Linked DNA regions of Ovis aries: region 2 is linked to region 1. Evidence: chromatin contacts called from public Hi-C data. All regions are on one chromosome and are shown on one strand. The core of a region is the stretch at or near the end of the contact, and the rest is flanking DNA. Distances in the headings are between cores, read along the strand shown. Region 1 overlaps PLA2G4E (phospholipase A2 group IVE). Region 2 holds the start of PLA2G4E (phospholipase A2 group IVE).

Evidence for each region. A called contact is a pair of places that touch in the nucleus more often than the background predicts.
Region 2: a contact with region 1 is called in a Hi-C map of blood, with 2.1 times the contacts expected there. The contact joins the promoter of PLA2G4E here to the enhancer-like site in region 1. A contact is called at or near these places in 11 of 16 Hi-C or Micro-C datasets (blood, hypothalamus, liver and 6 more).

The regions. Positions count from the first base shown.
Region 1 is chr7:35,599,489-35,604,876 of ARS-UI_Ramb_v3.0, reverse strand. It overlaps PLA2G4E (phospholipase A2 group IVE), which reads left to right. Exons shown (of 20, transcript XM_060419111.1): 20 at 206-2,305. The coding sequence ends at 423. Among named protein-coding and RNA genes, the nearest start is that of EHD4, 7.7 kb to the right of the region's middle. Within about 2 kb of position 3,291, at least 7 of the 54 cell types and tissues checked have an H3K27ac peak or open chromatin away from gene starts, as enhancers often do.
Region 2 is chr7:35,679,027-35,684,414 of ARS-UI_Ramb_v3.0, reverse strand. It overlaps PLA2G4E (phospholipase A2 group IVE), which reads left to right and starts at 2,922. Exons shown (of 20, transcript XM_060419111.1): 1 at 2,922-3,454. The coding sequence starts at 3,143.

The DNA.
Region 1 (5,388 bases), core at 2,042-4,541:
GTGCTAGCACCATGGCGATCCTGAGATACGCAAGCTGTCCCTGCCCTGGGGGACTGGGAGATGTGTGTGCATGTGCGTGTGCGAGTGTGCAACACGTGCCTGTATTCCTGCGAATGTGCCGGGGTGGGCCTCGCAGAGAGGGCCAGAAACAAGCCGTTACAAGTTCCCACATAACGGGTTACAGTGAGCCCTTCTGCTCCTCCAGGTGTGGAACGAAGCCCTGAGGAGCTGGAGCAGGGCCAGGTTGACATCTACGGTCCCAAAACTCCCTACGCCACCAAGGAGCTGACATACACTGAGGCCGCCTTCGACAAGCTGGTGAAGCTTTCCGAGTATAACATCCTGAATAACAAGGACAAGCTCCTTCAGGCCTTGCGACTGGCAGTAGAGAGGAAACGCCAGAAGAGCCCGTGTCCCCTCTAAAGTCCCAGGGCACCTCACCGATCCTGTGTCTGCTTCTAGCATCAGAGGTGTAGAACCCACCAGGGCTGACCAGCCACACAGCCAGCTCTGCTGTCTAGCCTGGCTGGCCTGGGCTTTCTATCAAAAGAATTAACATTAGAAAGGAGAGTTGAGAGAGACAGAGATAAAGGAACATAATAAAGGGATGTATGGGGGCCTTATATCCACTGGAATTTTTTAAAAGCTTCCCTGCAGGGAAGGGGTTCCAAAAGCCACAAGCACCCACATACGCCTAAAGAATGGATAATAATAGCATAGTCTAACCTCTGCACCACCAGGGAAGCCCCAATAATAGCATGACCTGACTTTATATAAGAGGCTGGTTCCCCAGTAATCTCGAGCTCACAGCAGGAACTCAAAACCCTCCCCTCACTACACCACTCTGCTTGGGGAATGCACCAGAGGACTTGAGAAGCATTCTGAGTTCTCTGGAAAAAAAATTTTTTTTTAAAAGTGAAGGCAATTGTATTCTTGTGATTTTCATAGACAATTGTATTTTGTGACTTATTTTTATGAAGCCTCGTATTAATGGGAAGTGTAACGCTTGAAGATCTAGATAGAGCACTAGAGACATTCTGGTCTGTTTGGCAACAAACACGAAAAACTGATGGGGTTTCAGCAGCCCCTCTGCAGCTACTCAGAGCCCCAGGACTGATGAGTCACCCTGTGATCTGGACTGGGCAGCCTTGCTGAGCAACCAGCTCCGGTGTTATGCCACGCAAAGTCGATGTCTGTAACTCAGGTCCACGGAACAAGGATCTGGGATACAGCTCAGCGAGGTCTGGGCAGGTGCCTCAAGCATCAGATGAGTGCAGCCGCCACTCGCTGACCAGCCTGCCCCTGAGCATGTCCCCTTCCTCTTACCACCTCCTGTCTGGTTCCCAGATGGGATCGTTTATTTCTGAGCTGCATTCCTCTTCTTTATTCTGTAAGCACCAGGGCCAGTGCGTTCCAGCTCTTGAAGAGACACTCTGAGATAACAACACTAGAAAGGATCAACCCAGAAAGGACCAGGTTAACCCTGAGGAAAACTCTCCTCCTTGGAGTTGGTTTCCAGATGAATCACTGGCAAAGCCCCGGGACACAGAAGCTCAAAAGTATCCAGGTCTCCAATCAGGCCAGGAACTTAACTGAAGAAATGTGTAACCTGAGCCACTGAGAAGCCGGGGCAATGGGAGATGTGACCAGAAAGGCGTGTGGCCCTCATGAAGCCCAGCACATCTGGAAGACACGGCCACTGTGCTCCCTAAGCAATCCTTTGGATGTTAGGAGATGCGTGGTGACAGGTGCCAAAAGTTTACCAAAATCGTCCTCTGATTGATATCCTTGCTACTCAAGGGGAACTGATTAGAAATGCAGAGTCTCAGCCCACACCCCAGCCATACTGACTCAGAATCTACATTTTAAGATTTTTCACCTCTTCTTCCCTGCCTCCAGGTGATACTTAGGCATATTGAAGTCTGCGAGGAGTGAATTTAGCTGTACTCTCCCATAAGCCAGAAAGCATGAGTCCATCACCTCCCCTGAGCCCTTGATAAACTGGACCTGGTCCCCTCCAGAAAATGCTGACTTAGGACCCCACCGTCTCCTCCATCAGAGCAGCCAGCTGCCTCTACTCTGCCATCTTTTCTTTCCATCTGCCAAGACAGATTCTCTTCAAATTATCAGAGTGAGCCAGAAGACCTGTGTTTATCAAAATCCTGTGTTTACTGTAAGGTGAAGGCAGCCCTGCCTTGGATTCATCAAAGTATGTAAAACAAGGTTTATAAAATCATTGTATTATTTGAACCTGGAATAAACTGGCCATGTGGGTGAATGCAGTCAACTCACTGGCTTTCATTTATGATGCTGCAATCTATGCATAACTCCTGCCCTCATCCCTTCCTGGGCTTCGCACATGTGCTGCCAGAGGCATGAGAAAGCCATGCCGGCCTTCCTGCCTTCCGGGGTCCCTCCTTTCTCGTGGTGGGGTGTCCCTCTGCTGTTATGAAGCCGTGTCAGTGGCCAGCAGAGAACCAGCCCTTGCTGATATGTGCTGTTTGAAGCTCAGATGGTTTTCATGAGGCACTGATGGAGAGGAAAGAAGGGTAGCCGGCATCAGCCGAGCACCTACCTGATACACCGCAGTCTGTGAACAGCTTCTGCTTCCAAAGTTAGATTTGGGTTCAGGGGAAAATGTGAAAACATAGTTTATGATTTTTTTTATGTTGTCAACAGATGTGAGAAGTTAAATACTTAGCTTCTAAAACGATGCTGGTGATGTCACGGAGCTGGAGATAAGTAAGGACCACACAAGGGATAAGGATAGTTCCGAGAGGGGTGAGGGCATAGGGTCCTGGGGAGGACAAGGAGGCTCCCTCCTCAGGCTCCCTGCTCTCCACCTATAACAATTTTTAAAAATTTTTATTTTATTTTTGGGTGCGCTGGGTCTTCATTGCTGTGCTCGGCTTTTCTCACTGTGGTGGCTTCTCTTGTTGTGGAGCACGGGCTCTAGTCACATGGTCTTAGTAGTCGCAACTCGATTTAATAGAAAAATTAAATAAAACTCCTCTCTCCCCCAGTCTTCCCAAGAGCAGCCATCACTCCACACTGCCATGCAGCCCAGGCGCCCTGCCCCACAGATGTTTTCTGCCCCTATGTCCCCATGAAAACACTTCTCCCCAAGGTCACCAATGTCGTCAGATAATTGCCAGATATACTGAGCCAAAAGGCACCGGCTCTTTACAGGCCTTATCTTACTCGATTGTTCTCCACATTTGGCCCTGCAGACCACTCCCTCCTTCCTGAAACCCTCCCTTCCCGAGACTTCCTTGCCAACAGCAGTTCAGTTCAGTTCCGCTTGCAAATATTTATTGCCTTCACAACAACGTGCCAGTCACTGCTGTAGGCACTGGGGGACAATAAAAAGGATGAACAATTGACCCTGCACTTCAAGGAGCTTCCTTCTGGTCCTACGCAGGAGGCCTACACGGAAACAGGGGCTTGCAGTGCGCAGAGGAAGTTCCATGTGAGCCGTGTACACAAGGGGCACACATCAGGGGCTGCCAACCCAGCCCTCGAGGAGAGGGGCCTAATGTGCTGGACACCTTCTGCCCTGGACTTGTTCCCATTTCAGACCCCTTTCCTGGCATCCCCTCCTTTCTCTCCTTTAAGTGCTGATATTACTTGAGGCTCTGTCCTCAGTTCTGCCCCCTTATCACTGTACCCTCCTTAAAGCAATCTCATCCACACCCAGAATTTCTACTACTGCGTCTATTTTGAAAACTCTCAAACCTTTATTTCTAGCCAAGGTAATGTCCTGAGTTCTTGATTCATGTATTCAAATTCTGTATCAGTTAGCATAGCTTTTGCTACATAACCGAAAAGATCTAAGGAGGCTTAAAGATCTAAAGATCTAAAAGATCTCTATTTCTAATCAGGGACCCAGGCTCCTTTCAGCTGTTGCTTCTGCCTTCCTCAAGTTTTCCTTCCATATGGTAGTTTCCAATATGGCTGTTGCACCTCTACCCACATTCTAGGCAGCAGAAAGGATAAAGGGGTCAGAGCATATATCATGTCGCATAATGTTTTCAGGTTTCATCCAGATTGTGGCTTGTGGCAGGATTTCTTTCCTTTTTTAAAGCTGAATAACATTTCATTGTATGTATATATACACATTTTGTTTAAATGTTTATCCATTCATCCATCAATCGACACTTAGGTTGCTTTAACCTCTTGACTATTGTGAGTGGAACTGCTATAAACGTGAATGTGCAAATATCTCCTAGAAACCCTACCTTCAATTCTTTTGGATATATACCCAGAAATAGGATTGGATACTATGGTAGTTCTATCTTTATTGGAAGAACTGCCATCCTGTGTTCCATAGCAATTGCATGGATTCACTTCTGTCATCTGCTTTTTTCCACTTAAAAATATATTCTGAGCATTTTCTCAAGTGTTTAATACTCTTCTCATATAACACGATTTTCAGAGACTACATAGGAATCCATCATCTGCTTAACTAGCCTTTTCATGGGAGAACAACTAGTCACAGCTTTTTACTGTTATAATGATATGCTGTTAGACATCCCTTAGATAAAGCTTTATATTCATTATTCCTTCAGGATAAAATTCCTGAGAAGTGTGAGCATTTCTAACAATTAGGAAAGGTACAATTGACATATCATAGACTGTGCATAATTAAAGTACACAATTTGATGAGTTTCGGCAGAGGTGTACAACTGTGAACCATCACAACAGTCAAGGTAATGAGTAAACCCTTCACCCCAACAAGCCTTCTCATGCCCTTTGTATCCTTCCCTCTGCTCCTCCCCTGCTGGGTCATGTGGTAGGTGCATGCTTCACTTTTTAAGAAACTGCCAAACTGTTTCCAAAGTGATTGTTACTAGCTTACATTCCACTGGCAGTGCGTGAGAGTTCTAGTTGCTCCACATCCTTCCCAACAACTGGTATGATTCAGACATTCTAATAGGTGTATAAGGGTACCTTGGTGTGTGTGTTTGTTTTTTAATTCCCCCCCTTTTTTTTTTGGCCATGTCATACAGATTGCGAGATCTTAGTTCTCCAACCAGGGATTGAACCCAGGCCATGGCAGTGAACGCTCAAGTCCTAACCACTGGACTGCCAGGGAACTCCCTGTTTTCTTAATATTGAGCTTTAAGAAGCCTTTATGTTTTGGATGCAAGTCCTTTATCAGATATCTGAAAATATAGTCTCCTAGTCTTGATTTCTTTTCATTTTGTTTACAGTATCTATCAAAGGTCAGGAGTTTGTAATTTTGATCATCTAATTTATCAGTTTTTTTCTTTTATGGAGCATGCTTTTAGTATCATCTAAGAAACCTTTCCCTACGCAAGTTCACAAAGCTTTTCTGCTTTGTTTCATTCTTTACATCTACATTTTTAATCATTTTGAGATCACTTT
Region 2 (5,388 bases), core at 1,673-4,172, 80 kb before region 1:
TTTTTAATATTTATTTAGTCATTCATTTATTTCGTTGCTCCAGGTTTAACCTGCTGCTTGTGAACTCTTAGTTGTAGCATGTGGGATCTAGTTCCCTGACCAGGGATCAAACCTGGGTCCTCTGCATTGGAAATGTGGTGTCTTAGCCACTGGACCACCAGGGAAGTCCCTGAAATGTAATTTACTGTTAACACCTATGGGACAGTTAGTATGGAGTGGCTTGGTATTGCTGGCCTATTTGACAGCCCCTTTGTCTGCATGATTTTCTCCCTCTGTTTCTCAGTAAGGGGCGGGGGGGTGGGGGGTGGGTTTCTTGTTGGAAAACTTCCTTAAAGAACCAGCCCCTGGAAACTGAAGGTGACTTTTTTTTTTTTTAACCTATAGGACTTACCACATTCTACACAATTTAAAATATAGATATATTTAAATTTAGTTTTGGCTGTGCTGGGTTTTCCTTGCTGCGTGGGCTTTTCTCTAGTTGCGGCGAGTGGGGGTTACCCTCTAAGTGTGGTGCACAGCTTCCCATTGTGGTGGCTTCTCATGCAGAGCACAGGCTCTAGGGTGAGCAGGCTTCAGTGGTTGCAGTTCAGGGGCTCTAGAGCAGAGGTTCAATAGTTGTGGCACAACTACCTGATTATTTAACCTAGCGAGGCACCTTGACATTTTAGCCATACCATGGAAGTGCCTTTTATTGATGCTTCTTACAGTAAAAAAGAAAACCAGTGCACCTTCAAACTTATACACTGCTGTTTGTCAATTCTATCTCAGTAGAGCTAGGCAGAAAAAAATATATATAATTAGACCTTTAAAAATCAGTCTTTCATCCAATTTCCAGTGAGCATTACTTCTAGGACTAATCAGTGAGAAATAAAACCAGGAATAGCTAAATTTTCAATGGTAAGCTTTTAAAGAATTATGTCTTTGGGGATTAAAAAAAATGACCTAGCAAAAATTAGACTTGTCAAGAAATACTGGCCACAAAAGAAGAATTCACAAAAGTGAAGTTATTGAAGGAAAACAGATTTGCCCTCAAATATGGTGCTCTGTATATTGATAATTTTGAGCTAACGGCACTTAAATAGTCGTGGGTACTCTGACCTTTCTTTTTCTTCCTAAAAGCTGGACATTAAACTCTCATGTGGAAGCTATACCAGGAGGAAAGAAACATTCTTATCACTAAAGATGAGGAATTGAGGCACACACAGACTGGGTGAACCTAACTCTTAGCTTCCTATTGCTGTTCAGTTGCTAAGTTGTGTCCTGTTACTTTTCCATACCTGAGATACCTAGCTCTGATGCTTCTCAGGGCTAATACAGGCCTGGAATGGTCTTTGCTGATTATGTTCTGTTCTTCGTGGTGAAGAGGGGAGAAAACGTATGTCCTGCTTTTAGGCAAATAGCGGGAGAGCAGAAAGGTTTCCTTGCTGCTGCTTCTTAATTGCTTTCAGCTGAAAATAGTCCTACTGCTCAGTGCCATAACTGGGAGTAGAGGTTGCAAATTCTGCTGTCTCAGCACAAACAGAAAAACGACACTTTGAAATGAAGCAGGACCCTGTGGTCCTTGCCCACCACTGTGTCCCCCACGTGCATTTTGTTTGTGAAAAACTTTAGCCAAAGAAGAAGTTTAACCAGAGAAGTGAGAAAATGCAGAAACAAAGGAAAACAGTCAACGAAGACCAAATAATAAAGTCATCAAGCATCTGCTGGAGGAAGGCATAGCAACCCCCTCCAGTGTTCTTGCTGGGAAAATCCCACGGACAGAGGAGCCTGGCAGGCTCTGGTACATGGGGTCACAAAGAGTTGGACACAACTGAAGTGGCTGAGCATCAAACATAGTCAAGGACATTCAGTTGCTTCTCGAGGGCTGCAGAAAATATGCTGCGCCATGTCCCATGAACTGTCTTATACTGAAACCACCACCAGGTGTAAGAAGTTAACTCCATGATGACTGGATTGTATCCATGACAGAAGCTGCCACAGTTCTGAGATCTGGGCTCAAGAAATGGGAACAAACCGATCCTGGAACTGAAGATTAACTCTGCTTAAAACAATCAAGATGGCAATGGTCAGATGACCAATTTCAAGATGACTATCAGAGCTGACTGTGTGTTTCTACATGAAGCCTCCTCCATCCGGCTGTAAAAGCTCTTGCCCACTGATTGTCATGGATGGGGGGAGAGACGGCCTCTGGACAGGTGTCCACCATCCCCATACCCTGGGTTGCTGGCATCCAAAATAAAGCAAGCTTTCCTTTCCACCAATTCAGCCTCTTTACTGGCTTTTGAGTGGTGAGCAGCTGGACCCCACTTTCGGTTGCAACTTTATACACGTATCCCCCCTCCATCTCTGTCCCAAATACATGACTCTGGTCAGTCAGAATGGAAGTCTGGCTGCTGCTTGGTTTCTGTTGCGGCCAGAGGCAGTCCCCACTGGAAAACCACAGCCTCAGAAAAGAGAGTCTTGAAAGGGGGGCAAGGGGATTATGGGGTGTCCCCAACTAGAGAGGATGCGGGATCACTCAGAGCCGAGAGATAGAAAAATGCACATTTTGAATGTATATTTTCAAATGCTTATGAACAAACATGAAGAGGGTTTGCTTTTTGTTTTTACCGTGGAGCTATGACACATTGTCCTGAAGCTGCCAGACACAGCAGCTGTCACATCAAAGAAAGGCCTGAGAATGAGACACAGAGCAAATGATTAAACTCCCTTCTGGCCTGTGGCCCCTCCCTCAGTGCTGAACAGCAGGTGGGGGATTCATTTTCAGGGCTCCAAAGAGAGAGATGGGGGTGTCAGCCAAGAGCCAGGGAGTCTACCTGACCCTCAGCACCTCCACCCACCCCGGTTCCCTCTCTCCTCCCCACGGACATATTGAGTGTCACACTTCTAAAAATATCCCTGAGCAGTGAGGCACTATCTCCAAGCCTGGATTCCAGCTCTGCAATGCAGGCCTCCCCTAAGGAGAGCTGCTCCAGTTGAAAGTAATTGTAGCTTCCTGTAGACTTTCTGTGCAGCACAAGAACACTCTCTCCACCAGACTGTGTGAAGTGTTCACAGAAATGTGGGACTCGCTTAGCTAAGCTCTGACTGCCTTCATCTCCTTAATTATTCATCAGGCTCATGTAGCTTCAGGAGAAATCGGATGACGTTGCTTGTGTTTTTGTGCAAAACTCCCTTGAAATTTCCCAAGGATATTCGCCATTTGCCATTAAGGACTAGCTCCAGCACCACTCAGCCTGTTCGGAGCCCCAGAGAGGTAGACATGGCTGGAATGACTCTCCAGACCTCGGAAGGCCATCCTGGCTTGGGAACGGATGTGTTTGTCCCTCAGAGCCTACAGTGGGATGAAGAAGGCAGCATGGCAGGAAGGAGTGTCTGTGAGTCGGAGCAGATACAGGTCCTGGAAACTCCTCATCTCACATCTCTACTTCCCGTGGCCCCTGATGGCTCTCAGGTATGTCTGTATTCTTGGGGAGAGGGTCCCTGGCCCCTTAAATTTTACCCTCATTGTCCTGACTCTGAATAAGATCACCTGCATCGCTGCAGAGTTAAGAAGTTGTGTTTTTATTCATTTTGCTTTCCAGGATGAGTCCCTTCCACCCCATCCCATCACCTACCTGTCCTTATCTGTTTCTGTGCCCCAAAAGTGACACAGTGCTCAGCTGTGTCTGGCTCTTTGCGACCCTGTGGACTATACAGTCCATGGAATTCGCCAGGCTAGAATACTGGAGTGGGTAGTCTTTCCCTTCTCCAGGGGATCTTCACAACCCAGGGATCGAACCCAGGTCTCCCGCATTGCAGGCAGATTCTTTACCAGCTGAGCCACAAGGGAAGCCCAAGAATATTGGAGTGGGTAGCCTATCCCTTCTCCAGCGGATCTTCCCGACCCAGGAATCGAACTGGGGTCTCCTGCATTACAGGCGTGCTCTTTACCAACTGAGCCATCAGGGAAGCCCCTAAGAGCTGTTACCCTAAGAGCTGTTACCCTGACAGTGCTGTCCTTTTCCTGCGTTCAGTCTGTGTGCGTGGGAGGGATTATTAATAGTGTTGATGAAGAAACAAGCTCAGAGGAGTTGTCGGTGGTGGTGTTCAGTCGCTAGGTTATGTCCAACTCTTTGTGACCCCATGGACTGCAGCATGCCAGGCCTTCCTGTCCCTCACCATCTCCCGGAGTTCACCCAAGTTCATGTCCATTGAATCGGTGATGGTATCCAACCCCTCACAGAGGGGTTAAAGTCACACAGCTAGTGGATGGGAGAGCGGACATGGAGGGTGTTTCTATTGATATAATATTGAGAAGAGGGTTTGGGAAGGGTTTGGTCAGGGTAGGTGAAGGGTCTGGCAGACCTCCTGGCACATAATAGATTCTAACCCTGTGCCATCTGGCCTGGTGGCAGGGCAGGGTCACAGCTGTAACCACACGCACCTCTGGGCGTCTGGGACTGATTTGACCTTCCTTACAGATCCCACCTGTGGGCCAGTGAAGAGAAAATCATGACTAAGTCAGTCCTACCTGGTAAACTGAGTGGGCTGCAAAAACTGAACAGTGGCTTTGGATAATGATCCACGATCTAGACCTGCCTCCCCAGCTTCTCCTCCGGGCTTCCTGCAGGCTCCCAACAACAGGGAGGGGGCAGTGCTCTTGTGCCCCTCTGGCTGCTCTGGTCTCAGCAGCAGTACCAGGGAAGCTTGGCTGAGGGGCAGCCTTATTTCACTGTATGGGCCTTGCTCCCAAGAAGCACTGGGCCATGGCCCCTTCACCTCCTGTGGACTCCTCTGCTTCCACTGCACTCTCTGTCTGGACCCTGGCTCTGTGAGTCCATCTGGGCCTCCACTGTGGGTGGGGTCATCTTGTCTGGCCCCAGTAGGTCCTACTTCACAGCTGCACTGTCAACCCAGCGTCCATCCCCCTCAAGATACCTGAGGGCAGCTGGATGGATGACCAGTCCCCCAAGACCATCCACAGACCAGGCTGACTGCCCCAAGGAAGTGCCAGGGTCCTGCCAGGGACGCTTCTCAGAGTCACAAGTGAAGAGTTCCCCTCCCCCTGTCTGCCCCACCCCTTCCCACTCTTCCTGCTATGCCCTGCCCCCTGAGGGGCAGGCTTTCCTCCCCTTCCTTTCCTGCTCTGCCTCCTTCCAGAAGTCCCTATGGTCCAGTAGGCGAGGCCTGTGGCTAATGTGCTGCAGGGGGAAAGGTACCAGCTGCAGCCCTGCTGGGGGGTCAGGGGACTGACCTCTGGCCCCTGACCACCCCCCCTGCCCTGGCATCAGGAGCCTCCTGACTCAGAGGTGACCCCCCAAAGGCTGCAAGAGCCCTTGAAACACAAGTGCTCAGTATGTGGAAGAGCACCGTCCTCGTTAGAGGGGTTGAGAGCAGGGCCTGTGA